2 separate regions of the Rattus norvegicus genome follow, and region 2 is linked to region 1. A link is a contact called in public Hi-C data. All regions are on one chromosome and are shown on one strand. Each heading gives the region's core, a stretch centred on a gene start, on an enhancer-like site or on the middle of the called end of the contact. The rest is flanking DNA. Distances are from core to core; before and after follow the strand shown. Region 1 holds the start of Camkmt (calmodulin-lysine N-methyltransferase). Region 2 holds the start of Lrpprc (leucine-rich pentatricopeptide repeat containing).

Region 1 (4,821 bases), core at 1,065-3,564:
TACAAATAGATTAATTTGAATAGTCCATACCTTACGTGAGAAGCTCCGACTTGGGATGTTTCGTGCTAATTCTGATATCTTGGGTTTATTCTGCAGACACTTGGTTAGCCGATAGTTTTTCAATCTTAGTCTATTGTAATAAGGGTCAGCGACGTTACAGTAATTCTGTTTCGGCATGCATTTCCCAAGATGAGGAATGCTATACTTCAAAGCTCCGAGAAATAATTTGGTCGTCTGCTGCATGGTGGCAAATGGCAAAGTCCCTGGTTTTTGCTTCCTTAGGGGCTGCCAGCACGTGAATGATTTCATACGAATAATTATACAGTAATGGGATATTACAGCATTTGAGGCCTCCACATTTTATCCCTCCCCTTTGGTGTCATGAGCCCCTTAGGTTACAAATAATTGTAGACATCTGATAACTTAGGTTAAATGCATTTAAAAACTTGTATGAGTTAAGTTCATTCAGATCATACTTCTTGGCAGGCGTGACTTAAACATGTCATCTGTCAAGTCAGTTTTTCTAGGGTCAAACTAAGCAGCAGTGACTCTGGAGAACGTATGGGCAAACTAAAACAAAAAAAAAAAACAGAAAACAAACAAAATAAAAATTTGCAAACGAGTAAATGGACTTAGTCGCAATCAGGTACTCAGAGGGGGTTCAAAGGCAAAGTGGCTTTCAGCTTACATAATTCTGGGCATATCTTTGGTATGTGAAAGACAAACTGGAAAAGCCTGAATCACTTCAGAAAAGGGGGATTAATATTTGTTGAGTGAACCTAGGCGCCAGATACTTTTCACACAGCTTCACATGTACTTGACGAGAAAGCTAGAGTGCTGTTCATGGTTGAGGGGACCCAAGGGTGGCTCTGGGGAGCTCAAGACATCTTCCCAACTCACTTGATACATCGAAACGCCCAATTGACTTGACTCCTCCTCTTGTACATGAGCGACATAAAAGGATAATTAATTAAAAACAACTGCAAGATGAAAAAATAAAATGTAGGGTCATCTTTGGTTTCTGCTGGAAGGTAAGTTCATTTTACCTGCCATAGCAGAGACCCAGGTTTAAGTCTTGGGCCTTGCACGTTAACTACATCTGGACTCAATTTCATCACTTGTGAAACATTAATCATAATTAACCATAGCACTTATTCTCTGGGGTTGTTGTTTTGTAACAAAACCAGACAATTTAGGTTAAAAACTGAGTCCCAGTACCTGGCACGTAGTAACCACTCAACAAAAGATCGTTAATATTATTAGCATAGGAATAATTTAGCTATGTTAAACACTGTTGAGCATAATTAGAGAAATCTTCCTTGGTAGCACAACAACACTGCGTCAGTTTTGCCATAGATCCGACCAGCTATGACGCCCCCTCCCCCCCTTAATCTCTTATGTCGCAGCAAAATAATGGGCCGGTGGAGCAGTAGCCTAGAAGAAAAATGCTCTTAAATCGCTTAATCTGTCCCCATAGCCTAATCCATTCACCCACCATCTTCATGGTGAAGACAGAGTGCAAGGATAGGGGTACAGGTGGGGTAGGCAAATGGGTGTTCCCAGGAGCACCTACTCATTTCCCCGTGCAACTGTGCCAGCCGGACACGTCGTAGTCTCAGGACGTGAGGGAATGGTACCGTTTAGCATGACAGAAAAGACAGGGATCAAAAAGGGAGTAGGGAAGTGAGGAATGGCTGGAAGGTGGTGGGGAGAGGACTAAGGAAAGGGGACCCACTAGCAACCCTTGTATACGTACGCAAATTGAAAGACAGCTGGACGAGCAAAGGTAGAGAAGACAAATACGAGAACCCGAAGCTCTCAGGAAGGAGCTGCAGTAACCTCAGACTTGTCCACCCGAAGCCTGCCTTCAGCACCCAGCAAGAATGACAACCTACCTCGCGCCGCCCAGAGCTAGTTTGCAGCACGCTGGTCTACGTAACACCAATCCAGCCTGATAGGGAAGCACATTTCGCCATCTTTATTATGGTCAGTGGTGGGCTCTTTCTCTTCCTGGACTCACTCACCTTAAAAGACACCTGAATTTTGGTTTTCTGGTATGATGGCGAGCAAGAGACAAAGCGGGAAAGAAGAAAACAACGAGGAAAGCCCTCTCTGCAGCTATTCCACAGTCCCATCCCACTCCGGCTCGCCCTCACTTAAGATGGCCACCAGAAAACTGGTGCAATGATGTGACGCCGCTGTTCTGGTTGCCAAGGAGACGCGAATACCGGAAATGCGGAATTCGGGGAGGGTGCAAGCAAGGGCTGTGGGCGAGAGGCCCGGCGTCACAGGTCCTGACAGGGAAGAAGTTGGCAGGTCCTGACTGGGGAGAGCTGTGGCGGAGGCACCTCCGGGTCCAGTCAACCCTGGTGATGGAGTCGCAGGTCGCGGTTGCTGGGGATGGAGAGACTGAGGCAGAGGCGGGCAAGGGTCCCATGATTGACAGTGCCAGCCAAGGGTCGCTGGTCTCGGCGCCCAAGGGGGCTGTCCGGTGGAAGCTCCTGCGACAGGTAAGGGCTAGCGCTCGCCACCTCTGCCTGTAGCCACTCCCCTCTCAGGTACGGGACGCGCCGCCGCGGCTCGCGGTTCTCCGCAGCCGGGTGCTGACTTCCCCTTTCGTCAGGAGCCAAGCGAGAAGCGCCCCCTTGCTTCATCTACGCTGTCCCACCAAAAAAGGGAGAATCTGGCGGGGTTGGAGAGCGGGACAGCCAGAGCGAGGTCCTAGAAACTCAGCTCCAAATAGAGTCCTTTTGCTCGCCTGTCTGATGGGTGGGACCGCCTCTCTTCACCGCGTGCAGCTCTGCTTCCCTGCCCTTTCCATTTTATTTTATTTTTTTGCTTTTTGAGTCCCAGACTGGTTGCGGTCACCGACTTCCTGGGTGCACTTTTTGGTCCCACGTCTCTGGAGAACCTCAAGGTTCACTAATGGGATGGGGACTCTGCCCGCGTTTCCGTGCAATGTACATCCGAGAGTAAAGCGGAGAAGAAAAGCTATTGCTTTCTCTTTTTCCCGCCACTTGAAACCCAGACGTTTATCTTCTAAGTTTGAAGTAGTTATTAGGATACTCGCTGCCCAAGATGTACCAAGGAATCCAAATGTATTGACTCGTTTCTTCCAAACCGCTCCAGTGAAGCTTTATAAGTTTCCTTGGTCTTTGTGTCTCCTCACAGCAATAGAAAAGTAACTAAGACAGTGGCTCAGGGCAATGAGCCTTAGTGTATCATTTTACTTAGTTTTGTTTTTTAACAACCAACCCTATGCCACATGTCATTCAACTTCTGTGAACCACCTGGTAGTCCACTGATATAACCTGTGATCACCTGCGTTGTTTACTGTTGTGTACCTGGTCTCTATACCCACAGTTCTGGGAGTTGGCTGGCATGTTGTCACAGTTATGGTAGAAGTGTGTAAGAGAAAGAGGCATGTATAAAACCCTTGCTTACGATGCCTGTTAACATACTGTATTACTAGTGTTATCACTGTGACAAAAATACTAGGCAAAGCAATTTAAGAAAGGGAGGGCTTATGTTGGCTCATGGTCTGATGATACAGATGATCTACAGCAGGAAAGTCAAGGCAGCAGGACCCTGAAGCAGTTAGTCACATTGTGTTAGCATTCAGGAAGAAGAGAGCAATGGATGGATACTAGCTAGTACCTTTTCTCCTCTTTACTTGGCATGATGATAGCACAATTAGAGTGTGCCTCCCTGCCTCAATGACCGTAGTTAGGAAAATCCTTTACAGACATGCCGAGAGGTTAATCTAAGATAGCTCACCCCTTGTAGACAAGTTGATGATCACTATGAGCCATCTCATAGACTGTTAAAGGAAGATGCATGGCCAAGCCCAAAGTCAAAGACTTTTTTTTTTTTTTTTTTTTTTTTGGTGCATCTTAGAGTTTCTATTCCTGCACAAACATCATGACCAAGAAGGAAAGGGTTTATTCAGCTTACACTTCCACATTGCCAAAGGAAGTCAGGACAGGAACTCACACAGAGTAGGAACCTTGAGGCAAGAGTGGATGCAGAAGCCATGGAGGGATGCTGCTTACTGTAAAGCTTGCTTCCCAGCCCTGCTCAGCTTGCTTACTTATAGAACCCAGGACTACCATCAGCCCATGGATGGCACCACCCATAATGGGCTGGGCCCTCCCCCTTGATCACTAGTTGAGAAAATGCCTTACAGCTCAGTCTCATGGAGGCATTTCCTCAGGCGAGGTTCCTTTCTCTGTGATAGCTCCATCTTGTGCCAAGTTGACACAAAACTAGCCAGTTTGAAGTGTCAGGGGAAAAGTGATTTTTTTTTTCCTGTAATAATTCAGTTGATTACCATTGGATAAACATTTGTAAGTGTTTAAGGTGACTAAACCATGCATGCATGTTTCATCTGTGTTCAGAAGCAGAAAGCTTGAAGAATCTGATCAAGGCTAGGATTTTGTGACTCAAATTGGGAGTGTTACTCAGTGCTAGAACACTTTGCATGTGCAAAGCCCTAACTGTGATCTCTTTCTCTCGTGGCACACTTTCACGATGTGCTGCCTTTATTTTTGCAGCTCCCCGATTCTGACTTTCTGTCCTCCCCAGGACTCCAATGGTGTCTCAGGGCTCTTTGTCCTAACTGTTTGATGCTTTCTCTGCATCTCACAGTTTTGAGAGAAAACCGTGTGACTGGTACATTGTTGTCTCTAGGTCATGTGATAAGTTGGTGACTTTTGATTCTAGTGCCTACCCTAATTAGGTGAGATCTAGAAGTGTCGGTGTGATCATTAGCTAAAGAACTCACAGACATCTTGTTTTCCTTTTGGTTGAGTCTCAGCTGAT
Region 2 (4,821 bases), core at 1,300-3,799, 280 kb before region 1:
ATGCAGCACAGGGGACTAAGTGCCCTTTTCAGTCTCATCTCATTCCACCGTTCTACTTGTTTGTTGAGTGAATGTTTGACAGCTACTCCATGAACACGAGTAGAGGGGGAGCCAGCACAGTGTGAGAAGTCCTTTAAGGACTAACAACAGGTCTACAGTATCACATGTAATAGCAATTGGCTGTTTTGGCCTCTGAAGGCACCACACACACAAACACATACAACAAAAAGATATTTTTTGAAATGGTTAAGATTCTGGTCATATGGTACACACCTTTTACTTCAGCACTTGGGAGGAAGAAGCAAGTGGTTCCCTCTGAGTTCAAGGGCAGCATGACACAACTCCCAAAACACCCAGGGCTATATATACAGACACTGTCTCAAAAAAAAAAAAAAAAAAAAGAGTAGCGAGACACGGAGGCCTCAGGCATGGTGTGAAAACAGTGAGAGTAAGTGAGAAGTCAGCAAAGGAGACAGGAGACCATGGGCAAGAGAGAGACCAAGTGGGAAGCTTCTAGAGGAACTAGAATCCTGAGAAAGGTTGTTTTCCAGACAGGCTTAGAAGTTGTGGGATAGGAGACTGGCAGGAAAGTGTTCAAAGTCCAGAGAGAGAAAACAAATACTACTTCACTGCCTGCCATGACCTGAACACAGCATTTCGACAAGACCATGTCCTGTGCTCGAATAGTCTCCTTTCTACCGAAGAAACACACATGTGGGTCACACCGTAGACAAGACCCTGGCAGTCATGATCCTGCTTAGTTTTTCTATTGATCTTTTGTATGTGCGTCCATACATGTGAAGGCCAGAGGACAATTGTGGGAGCCATTCTCTCCTTCCATGTGGGTCCTGAGGTCAAACTAAGGTCATCAGGCTTACAGAGAAAGTGCCTTTTCTTGATGAACTATGGTGCCTGCTCACAAGGCCATTTTTTGGATCTTGGATCGATTGTGGTAAGAGAAAACTTCCGAAGAGACAGCTGGTGCTGAATAACAAAACAAGCCTTACAAAGACACCCAGCACCCTCCCTTACAGACTAAAGAGATCCAGCGGAACTTAGCCAAAGGTCCAAGGAAGTAGAACCCAGGTCTGATGAACACCCAGACCAACAGCCTGTCACTGAAATTCGACTTCTGCCAAACGTAACAGCAAACATCAGTGACAGCACCGCAGCAGCACTGTCACTGGAGGAAAGCAAAAGGAACTGGCACCACGGTCTCTGAAGACATAAAGCCAGGGGCATGATTTCTGAAGGTTCACTGCTCAAGCTTACCCCAAAAGTACAGGCCCTGTATACAAATAAGCATCACGCCAAAGATGTGCAACCGAGTTGCTGGGACGTCATACAGCAGTTCCTTCATCTAATTATATGCAGGGCCCGGGCTGGCCCATGCAGACAGTTACTTCTATTACAGTGGTAACCAGTTAAGACACATCAAGTCCTGTATCTCATGAATAGGCCTAACCTTACACTGTGCCCACCTATGTACCTAAAGAAACTTAAGGCCTGGGCTGTTGAGTCATTTGTCCAATGGCATAATGCGAATAAACAGAAGCACCCTTAGTCCATGGCTCCCCGCTCCAGAACATACTTCCTAAATCTTTTTGCTAGACCCAAAAGTTCTTCTGGGGGTGGTTCAACTGTCAATTTCTCTCTGGTACTAAAACCTAAGCCCCCATCTTCCTTCATCTGGTCAACACACTCATAACCTCAATCCAGACCGGCATACTCGCAAAAATACTTGCACTAACTAGAAATTTAACTTGTTTTTGCAGTAACTACATAGATCCCCAACAAGCGCCTTGCGTGTGTCCACTAATCCATTATTGTGACCATCTCCAACCCATGATGCCTGTGTAAATATTGAAGGAAATTTTCATTCAACAAAAGGCAGGCAAAAACCCGACCCGGGCATAATCAAATGTAAAGTTCTAAACTATCCCTGGGTCACTCAAAAATTCAAACCCTATCCCCAAGAAAAGTAAAATGAAAAACAGAAGCCTCCTAAGACTACATACTAGCAGGTATGTCCAGTGTGGGAGAGCACCCAGGAAGGGTACTTCTAAGGAATGGCACAACACCTGCCCCCACATCAGCACCACCCCCTAAAGCCCTTGGGCTTCCCGGGCCGCCCGAGCAGGTGGCAACCTCAAGCAGCGAGGCGGAAGCCAGCCATGCCCTCGACCATGACCTTCTCAAGACATTCAACCTTGTCACCCTGAACTACTGGCAAAGCACGGGCGTTCGCGCCTGAGCTGCCGGGACAACGGAATTGGAGCGAATGAGCAGGACACCGGCCCGTCCGCCGTAGCCGGTCAGGAGGAAGGGTCCAGTACTCACCCTGCAGCCGGCCGGCCACCAGCGGCCGCCACCCGGACGACAGAGGGCAGCCTGCCGGGGCCGCCCGCAGGGAGGCGCAGGGACAGCGGGAGGCGCGGGACCGCCGCTGCCCCTAGCAGCCAACGCGCGGGTCTCAGCAGGGCTGACATGGTTCACCGTAGTCAAGGCAGGATGCACGCTCCTGCAGAGGACCTGGAGGAACACGTGACGACGGGGTCGCCCCCTAGTGGGACAAACCAAGTCCCGAGAGCGCCTAGCCTAGGGGGAGGCGGAGCTCCGCCATGGCTCACGGGAGAGGCAGGCCGAGCTCCTGGGATCATCTGAATCCGCCTTTTGTTTTACAATGTGTCGTTTTTGTGCTCTGCTCTCAGTGTTCCTGTTTCCGTGTCCAGCGCCCCGGCTTTTAGAGAGCTCGGCCACATCACCCCTCCATTTTGCAGTTGGTAGAGCCCCTAGAGGTCGACTCCGCCCATGCGCGCGCAAGGGTTTGTGGGGGGCCAACTAGGAGCTACACCGAAGGTTGCTGGGAAGGGCCGACCGCGCAGGTCCCGGAGTGCCTGCGATGTTCCAGCCCTGCACCTAGGTTACCGCCGAACTGCTACCCTAGCTGCTCAGTGACGTAGTTCCTGCCGTAGCTCTCAGAAACGCCTGCCAGAAGAAACCTTGACGAAGGAGACTAGAGGCTGTGGACCTCCAAGTTAACTATATGCAATTCGTGTGATTGGGGAGAGGGTAGACGAATATAGGCAATGCCTCGCTTCGTAAGATAAATGCATTTTAACAAAGATCGTATAATTTTAAATGTCAAGGTCGAAGTTTCTCTTTCTTGATGCCCTGCTCCTCCTTTCAGTTAATGCACCGCTACAAGCAACTAAGGTAGTGGTGCAATTGTCTGCAGCTAGTAAAACAAGTTCTCGCTCTCACCAGGGTATGCTGAAGGGGTTCCCTATGCCTTCGTGTGAATCCGGGAACAGGCATCCATTCTCTACTTAGCTATTCCTTGACCACTACCAACCAGGTGAACAGTCAAATTCTCCCTCTGGAAGTTTTCCCATCTGGCTGTTTCTCCTCCTTAGACAACAAACTTCTAAGCTCACAGAATGTGGCCTCTTTTGTAGCGAAAGCTCCTCAGTTGAAGACACTCCGGACGTTGAGCGTTTATTGAATGGATATACGTGTAGAGTTAACTTGGCTTATCTTTCTGTTGGAGAAGCTAATCCCACCCCCTCACACCCCAGATGAGTTTGCTTTAAGTTACCCTATTGGGCGCTATGACAGGATATAATCCATGCTTTCAGCATTAGTACTACTTATTGAGCACATATTTTGTGCTATTTGGGATGCTGGGGATATAACATAGGAAAAAAATCTCAGCTTAGACAAAATTCCGTACATTTAAAGAAACAGATAAGAGTTTTAATGTAAATAAAAGATTAAAGGTGGGTTACCATCTGTGGTGATTAATCTTGATATGATTTAGGATCACCTAGGAAACTGGCCTTTGGGCAAGTGAGGGAGTTTTTACACTGGATTAGTTGAAGTAGCAAAACCGCCCTGAGGGTGAGTAGCACCACTGGATGAGTGACAGGGCTGAGTCATAAAGGAGAAAGCGCTGGGCACCTCTATTGGCTGCTTCCTGACAGCTCCTGCTGCCTATACCCACCAAGAGCCAAAATAAGCCTTTCTCCCTTAAGTTGCTCTTCTAGGAAAAGTAAAGGAAAATCATCGGAAGAGAAACCCAAAGGAGGAAGTGAGGATGCTGGAGGAAAGAGCCAGCTCTTGTTCCAGTTTCAGAAAACAGCAAATTCAAAACCCTAAAGTGGAGAAAACTAAAAAGGCCCGGATGGAAAGAATGAGCAGGAGTTGGGTGGGACAGGGAGGTCAGACTGGTATTTGGCAGTCAGGTACTGCAGGGTGTTACCTTGAATGACCTTTGCACCCCCAGGGAGCTGAGTGTCAGGACTTAGACTGTTATATAAATGAGATAAAAAGCTGTTAGGGAATTTGATGTGTAGCTGTGATACAAATTCACTTGTTTTTTAAAAAAAAATACCTATTTTACTATGTGTGTGAGTGTTTTGCCTGCCTGTATATGTGTGACCACAAGTATGTCTGGTGCCCTTGAAGGTCAAGGAGAGGCATTCGGATCTCCTGGGAGTGCAGTTCCAAATGCAAGCGGCTGTGTGGGAAATGAACCAACCAGTACATGCAGCTTTTAAAAAGAATGCAGACAGTCCAGGCATTTGCCACACTCAAGGAAGGCTAGGGGTTTGGGTCGAAAGTGAAATGAGGCTGGTGGAAGTAATTGTGACTGCTCCTGAAAACTCTACTCCTAGGTTGTAATGCATGCTTTTAATTGTCATCGTGATGGAACTTAGAATCAATCACCTTTGGAGGCAAGCCTTTGGAAAGCCTCCTTGGTGTTAGGATTTTAGGTGAGAAACCTACCCTGAGTGTATGTGTGAGTATGGGGGGTTATGT

Evidence for each region. Hi-C and Micro-C count contacts between places; a contact is called where the count stands out from the background.
Region 2: a Hi-C map of prefrontal cortex shows a contact between it and region 1, with 4 times the contacts expected there. The contact joins the promoter of Lrpprc here to the promoter of Camkmt in region 1. A contact is called at or near these places in 3 of 12 Hi-C or Micro-C datasets (the A7r5 cell line, mammary epithelial cells and prefrontal cortex).

What each region holds. Positions count from the first base shown.
Region 1 is chr6:15,330,459-15,335,279 of GRCr8, reverse strand. Camkmt (calmodulin-lysine N-methyltransferase) reads left to right here and starts at 2,314. Exons shown (of 11, transcript NM_001134463.1): 1 at 2,314-2,510. The coding sequence starts at 2,373. It overlaps Prepl (prolyl endopeptidase-like), which reads right to left and starts at 1,885. Exons shown (of 14, transcript NM_001010951.2): 1 at 1,757-1,885.
Region 2 is chr6:15,610,366-15,615,186 of GRCr8, reverse strand. It overlaps Lrpprc (leucine-rich pentatricopeptide repeat containing), which reads right to left and starts at 2,549. Exons shown (of 38, transcript NM_001008519.2): 1 at 2,341-2,549. The coding sequence starts at 2,489.